2 separate regions of the Mus musculus genome follow, and region 2 is linked to region 1. Evidence: chromatin contacts called from public Hi-C data. All regions are on one chromosome and are shown on one strand. The core of a region is the stretch at or near the end of the contact, and the rest is flanking DNA. Distances in the headings are between cores, read along the strand shown.

What was found. Hi-C and Micro-C count contacts between places; a contact is called where the count stands out from the background.
Region 2: a Hi-C map of extraembryonic ectoderm shows a contact between it and region 1, with 2.3 times the contacts expected there. The contact joins two enhancer-like sites. A contact is called at or near these places in 4 of 484 Hi-C or Micro-C datasets (3T3-L1-derived adipocytes, embryonic stem cells and extraembryonic ectoderm).

The regions. Positions count from the first base shown.
Region 1 is chrX:139,439,177-139,442,900 of GRCm38.p6, reverse strand. No RefSeq gene overlaps it. Among named protein-coding and RNA genes, the nearest start is that of Radx, 39 kb to the left of the region's middle. Within about 2 kb of position 1,315, at least 3 of the 459 cell types and tissues checked have an H3K27ac peak or open chromatin away from gene starts, as enhancers often do. A contact at or near this core is called in extraembryonic ectoderm, where this site is marked.
Region 2 is chrX:139,755,884-139,759,666 of GRCm38.p6, reverse strand. No RefSeq gene overlaps it. Among named protein-coding and RNA genes, the nearest start is that of Ripply1, 25 kb to the left of the region's middle. Within about 2 kb of position 2,521, at least 2 of the 459 cell types and tissues checked have an H3K27ac peak or open chromatin away from gene starts, as enhancers often do. A contact at or near this core is called in extraembryonic ectoderm, where this site is marked.

The sequences.
Region 1 (3,724 bases), core at 66-2,565:
CTAAAAGGTGACTATATGACAATATATGCTATCCTGCTTGATGGTATAGTCGTTTTTTTTCTAAGAAATTATGCTTCACAATTTATTTTAATTTTTTTATTTTGTTTTCATTAATGTGTGTGTGTATGCACAAAAATGTGGGTGCCTGTGGAGGCCAGAAGAGGGTATCAGATTTGCTACATTCACTCCAGTAGTGACTTGCTTGACAGGTTTAGAAACCTGGAAGCAGTCCCAAGGTGAAGAGTTTCACAGAAACTTAGTCTCCTGGAACTGTGGCATCCCATACCATCTGTGTGCTTCCTTTCAGTATTGTTTTGCTATAGGTGCCTCCAAACAATGACTTGCCAAATACCTAAGCAAAATCAAACTTTGCTTCCTGGCTTTCACCAATGCCCTAGGTAGTCCTTGAGCCGACCCTGGGCTTGGAATTCAGTAAGAATGTAGCCTATTCAGTGACATTCAGAATTGCCTCTAGTACTGTAAGAGAGATAGTGAAAGAAATCAGGTATTACTATCCACTACATAGAGTTACAAATCTCAGGGCAAGCTTAGCAACGTAAGTTTAGAATTCTTATTATAGTTATGTATGGCAGACTACATTACTTAGTAGTAGAAAGTCCCCCCACACTATCACTTAGAATAAAAGCCAAGTCACTCCCATATACAGGAATTTACAATGGTTTAGGAAGTAGATTGGGCTGTGGTTTTAGAGTATTGCATTATTCATGAGTTATTCAAGGTTAGCTAGAGCTGAACTCCTTAATTAGAACCAGGGTGTGAAAGCCCTTGGCCCAGGAATGTAAAGACCTCACACCTGGCTTCTAAGACTATAGCTGACCTTAGAAAGAGCTGACTTTGTCTCAGTTGTTTTATTTCCCAGTTCCTGCCAGTCTTTGTGTTTTGAGAGTCCCATTGGTCTTGCAAACTTTATATGCCTCAGTATGGGGGAATGCCAGGGCCAAGAAGTGGGAGTGGGTGGGTAGGGGAGTGGGGGGGGGAGGATATGGGGGACTTTTGGGATAGCATTGGAAATGTAAATGAAGAAAATACCTAATAAATAAATAAATAAATAAATAATTTTTTAAGGAAAAAAAAAAGAGTCATTAAGCATCCGGTAACCTCATTTGTACCTTGCCGATGTGTCACCTAACTTCCCTATTTTCTTCTGTATAAAAAATTTGATGCTCGATTTGACAAATTACATTCAGATTCAGCACACTCCCTTGTGTCCTGTCTGTTTGTCACCCCATTTTCGCCGACTCTATGCCCATCTGTCCTAGACCCCGATTCCCACGGAATTGAGGGGGGGCCCGACTGAGCCTGGTCAGTAGCACAGATTCCCTAGAGATACAGTTACAGGAATTTGTGAGCTACCTGACATAAATGTTGAAAACTGAATTCTACCCTTCTGTAAGAACAACAAGGGTTCTTAATAGCTGAGCTATCTCTCCAGCCCACAATACAATTTATTTTTATTTTTATTTTTATTATTTTGGTTTTTTGAGACAGGGTTTCTCTGTGTAGCCCTGGCTGTCCTGGAACTCACTCTGTAGACCAGGCTGGCCTTGAACTCAGAAATCCACCTGCCTCTGCCTCTGCCTCCCAAGTGTGGGATTAAAGGCGTGCACTGCCACCACCCGGCCAATATTTTTATTGCATGTGTGTGAATGGGTATGTGTATGTGCACATGTGCCCGTACATACACACACAGACACACACAGACACACACAGACACACACAGACACACACACACACACACACACACGCACGCACGCACGCACGCGCGCGCGCGCGCGCGCGCGCGCACGTGCACGTACATAGCCTCGGGTGTCAGTCTTTACCTTTTACATTGTTTGAGACAGGGTCTCTTCACTGTTTGCCACTGTGTGTTGTAGAGTAGCTGTGTATGGCCCACTAGCTTGCAGCATTCTGTTGTCTTCATGTTTCATCTCCCCATAGGAGTGCTGCTAGCACAGCCATGAATTACTGCAGCAAAATTTCATATAAGTTCTAGAAAAACAAACTTGTACAATAATATTTGCATAGCAAGCACTGTAGCAACTGAGCACTTTAACATCACCCCCACTCCCAGTGTTTTCTACATGTCACATGTATGCAATGAAAAGAGGAAACATGATAATTTTCTATATCATAAATAGCATCGTTTTATAGTTTTACTTTTCTTCTCAGATCTAGTCATTTAAACTTTTCCTTTCTATTCTTATGGAGGATTTCTCTTTTCATACTCCTTTTAAATATCTACCCAATATCCAATATTTATGATAGTCCAATGATTATTTGATGATTCACCTGTTGGAAGGACATTGATTATTCCTCAGTTTGTGTTGAGACACAGTAATAAATAGTGAACACCAAGTTTTCCAGATATTTTCTCATAAACCTGTTCAACATTTTGCCCTTTCTAACAAATGGATGTTACTGACTGGTAACATTTTTGTGTATTTGCTTACATCACCTGGAAGTTGTTAACAATGAAGTTTTACTATGATGTCAGAAAAGTATCTTTGCACTTTGATACAAAATACCATCCACAAATTGACTGAGCTGTACACAGTAACAGTCAGTATGGAACAGGCTGAGTGAGTGCTCTTGGAAATGCCCCATAGAAGAGGACCCAGACAAACCATACTTATTATTATTGGGCAAGGAGACCCTGCATAGTTGCACTGACACATACTGAAGGGTATGTGAGAGGTATAATGCATCTAAGGAGAGAAATCTCCCTGAAACAGTTTAGACATGTTACTAAAGAAATCAACTAACAAGTCAGTAATGAACAAAGAGAAGGAACAAATGAATACCCACACTTCATACAAAAGAATAATTTTAAATGGTCAATTTCAACCAAAAATTATGAGACATTAACATAAATAGATAAAGGTAAATGCACAATAAAAGTAATAAAAGCTTTCTTTTGAGAGATCTTGTTGTTGCACTTAATGAGCGAGACATTTAAAAACCCTATTTTCCGTATGTTCAATAAATGAAAAGGCAATTTCAAAGGAGGGTGTTATGACAACATCTCACACAAAACCAAATGCTAATAAAGTGAAAGCTATCACGATGAAGAACCTTATGGAAATTCTGCAGTTGAAAGGTATAAAAACCAAAATAGAACCTTGCTAAAATTAGGCTCAAATCTTAGAGTTAAATTCAAAAGATTGAACGTCAAATAAAGAAAAAAGTGTGTTTGAAATAATAGGCCTAACAATAACTAGTAATCACGCCGAAGAACAGTAAGGAAAAATGATGAAGAACAATAAGTAGAGCTTTATAGGAATTAATTCGAGACACCTACAAACACACTAATGAGATTTATTAAGGTTAGCACAGAGCAAAATAAGAAGTAATGCCTGAAATGACTCATTTAATGAAAAATACTAGTACCAAAAACTCAACAAATGCCAGGTAAGACAAACACAAGGAAATTAGTACTCTGGTGTGTCAAGTTCAAAAGACTAAAAGCCAAATAAAGAAAAAATTGAAAGGACTGAAAGAAAAAGTGATATGACGTGTATAAAATGATCACAATATGACTAATAAGTATGTTCTTTGCTGTACTAGAGATTCAACTCAGAGCCTCATACGCTGTAGGAAATTTCTTTACTACTGCCTATAAGCCTAGCCTAATAAACAACCCCCCCACCCCCTCACCTGGCTCCTGAGACAGGGTTTCTCTGAATAGCTGTGGACCAGGCTAGCC
Region 2 (3,783 bases), core at 1,272-3,771, 320 kb before region 1:
TAGATAGATAGATAGATAGATAGATAGATAGATAGATAGATAGATACATAGATAGATAGATGTGCATGTCATGTTGTAAAGATTTGCTCTCAGTGTCCTTAGATTCTACCTGCTCCACACATTGGTATTAATTCTTGAGGACTTATACTTAATCAATTATTGCAAATGGATACTCATTTTTGATTTTAGAAAAATAAAATATGCACATGTGACTATTGATACCTTTTTAGTCTTTCTAATTACAACTGCTTTAACAAGAAAAGCAACTAAAAGTATAGTTAGTCATTGCCTGTGTTGATTTTTTTTTTTGGCTTGGTGTTCCGAATCAAATTAAAACTGGCTATTACAGCCAAGCATTTGAGATGTTTTGTCTACAATTTAATGTTACCCATGTTACTGAGATTTCTATAATTCTCAAGGAAACGGTACTGTGGAACTTTAAATCTATATCTTCAAAAAAAATCTAAATTTGGATGCCAAAAATCTCTCTGAGTATCTATGGCACCCTAAAACCAGGCATACTCATGAGATGAAGGGATCTACTTATTGGCACATGGCAAGATCCTGTTCAGATACCTAATATGGGGGAAAGGGGGCAATGTTTCTGTTTTTTCCACAGAATGCTGCAAGAGCACACTAGCTTCCAATGTGACAGGCTGACCTGTGAGTAGGAACTGATAGTGCCCTGACAGTGGTGACAAGAAAGCTGTATTGAGCACACAGAGAAGGAGAAATTGGAGAGAGCAGACACAAGCAAAATAAAGAAACTCTTCCTATCTCCGCTATGGGCTACAGCAAGGAGAGCCAACTTGCTGTCAACTTGGGGACAACTTAAAACAGCTGACTCGTGAGGCAGAGGGACTGCTACAGAGTATTGGACAAGATTTCATCAGAGACACTGTTTTTGGCCATTCAGGCCAACTCCCCGATAGCTGTAAAAGCTTGTGTACCTTACCTGTATGCTATATTGTTAGATAATTTTAAGAGTTAAGATCACCAATCTTGGCAAGTCTTTTCATATTCATTGTAATTCTTGTCAATTAATTAATTGTGTACATCCTAATTTATATAAGCAATCTGCTGTTATGATTTTGTTAAAAAGACCTGCTTATGTTTTGCTGTCTATTAGAGTTAGGAAAGGATCCTTGATTTAAAAATCTGGGAATGCAAACTTTGAAAAGGTATCTACCACAGCTTTAGATCAGCAGCTGCATACTGCTCATTTTGTTAACGATAAACATAGGAATATTTCCATAGCTTTATCAGAGCAACATATTATAAAAAAATGGAGGCAAAAGATGTCTTAGAAGTAGTAGTCTTAGTAATAGAACAGGATATAACATACATTAAGGCTAGAAAGGCGAAATTTCAAATATTGGCAAAAGTCATTTAGACACTTGGAACATTGATGAATTGGCTAGAGATTTAAAAAATAACCTAAGTGCATTGAAACCCCATGGATTGGGTTCAATATATAATCCTACTTGCTATTATTATTGGCATTGTTTTATTAGTAATCATTGTATTTCCACTCATCTTTAGAGCACTCTTGAGAACTGTAGCTACGACAAGACGGGACATTCTAGAACTTCGGCTGAAAAAAAAAAGGGGGGGGGATGCCACGCATAATCCGATGAAGTCTGCTTGACAGGCTGAGAGGCCTGGAAGTGCTCACGAGGCAAAGAGTTTCACAGAAACTCACCTCCTGGAGTTTTGGAGTTCTCATTAACCCATATACTCATACCCTATTCCTGCGTTAGTCTGGTGTATGGATCCACGTGCTCTCTTTTAGTATTATTTTATTATAAGTGCCTTTTAAGATTGAATTCTGACATAGCTAAGCCTTCGCCAGTGTTCCAACGTCCTAGAAAGTCCTTGAGCTGACCATGGGCTTGGAATTCAATGTTGCCTATTCAGTGACATTCAGAATTGCCTCTGGTATTACACTATCACTTAGAATAAAAGCCAAGTCGCTCCCATATACAGGAATTTACAATGGTTTAGGAAGTAGATCGGGCTGTGGTTTTAGAGTATTGCATTATTCATGAGATGGTTAGCTAGAACGGAACTCCCTAGTTAGAACCATGACTTGGGTGTGAAAGCCCTTGCCCTAGGAGTATAAAGACCTCACACCTGGCTTCTAAGACTATAGCTGACCTTAGATAGGGCTGACTTTGTCTCAGTTGTTTTATTGCCCAGTTCCTGCCAGTCTTTGTGCTTACATTCCTCTGTTTTGTGTAAGAGTCATTAAGCATCCAGCATCCGGTAACCTCATTTGTATCTTGCCGATGTGTCACCTAACTTCCCTATTTTCTTCTGTATAAAAAGTTTGATGCTCAATTTGACAAATTACATTCAGATTTTACACAATCTCCCGTGTTGGTCTGTCTGTCATTCGCCAACTCTTTGCCCACCTGTGACCAGAGACCCGTTCCACGAAGACAAAGGGACCCAGAGGGTCTGTGCCATGGCTAGTGGATAAAGAGTGCTGGGTACTTCCAGTAGACCCAGGTTCAGTTTCTAGCACCCACATGACAGCTCATAACCATGTGTAACTCCAATTCTAGGGAGGGTCTGGTGCCACCCTCTGGCCTCTGTGAGCACCAGTTATAAATATACACGTATGAAAAAAAAACCCATACACAAAATAAAATGAATACATTTAATAGCCAGATGAACCATAAGAAACTGCAGATCACTGGAAAGATCAAGATCTTAAAAGCATGAGGAGGGGGGCATGGCTCAGTAGTTAAGAGCACTTGCTACTCTTCCAGAGCACCCAAATTCAGTTCCCAGCACCCACATGGTGGCTCACAACCATCTCTAACTCCAGATCCAGGGGATCCCCGCCCCCCTCTGGCTTCAATGGGCACAAAAAAAATGAATGTGATGCACATACATAGGCAAACACTCATGCACATAAAATAAAACTACCTCTTTAAAAACATATCTTCAAAGCAGAAATCAGAGAGATGGTTCAGCAATTAACATTTTGTTGCTCTTGTACCGGAATTGAATTGGTCTCCCAGCTTATATCTAGTGGCTCACAAATGGCCCATGACTCCAGTCTCGGGAGTTCTGATGCATTCTGGACTCCAAGGTTACCTATATTCATATGTATGTGCTCACCTCACACATACACATAATTAAAAAATAAAAATGAAGACAAGTTTAAAACTAATCTCGAAAAGATGATACCTGCAAAGGGAGATGGGTGGAATTGGGGTGTCTATTGATGGATGGGATGGTTGCAAAAATGTAGTTTTGATGACAGAAATAGAAACTGTAGCACAATGTGGGCTTAAGAAGAAAGGCAATGTGCTTTTCCTGATGCCTGAGTGGATGTCTAGTAATGAAGTTGCTGGTATAATTTGCCTTGCCTTCAGAGATACCATGGCATAGGGTATCAGTGTCACCCAGATTTCTACTTCAAGCCCTCAAACAGAATATAGCTGATAAAAACCAAACTGGAAAGTACTGAAATACTAATACAATCAAATTAAAAATGGTGGTGGTGGTGGATAAATTGTGGGCATTCAAAATCCCTTTAACCCCTACTCCAGAACCAGAGACCACTATTGCCAGAATGCACTGCATTCCCTGCCTTTCCTATGCCTTGCCTATCATTCAGAAATTCTAGGAACACATGTCTGATGAACCATTCCTTAGTTACATGGCTATAAGGGGTAAGGATGCTGGGAAATCAGTCACCTGCTGTTTTATAAGGTACATAACTGATCAGTGGCTGGTGAGGTATGTGAAAGAATACATAAATGTGACATG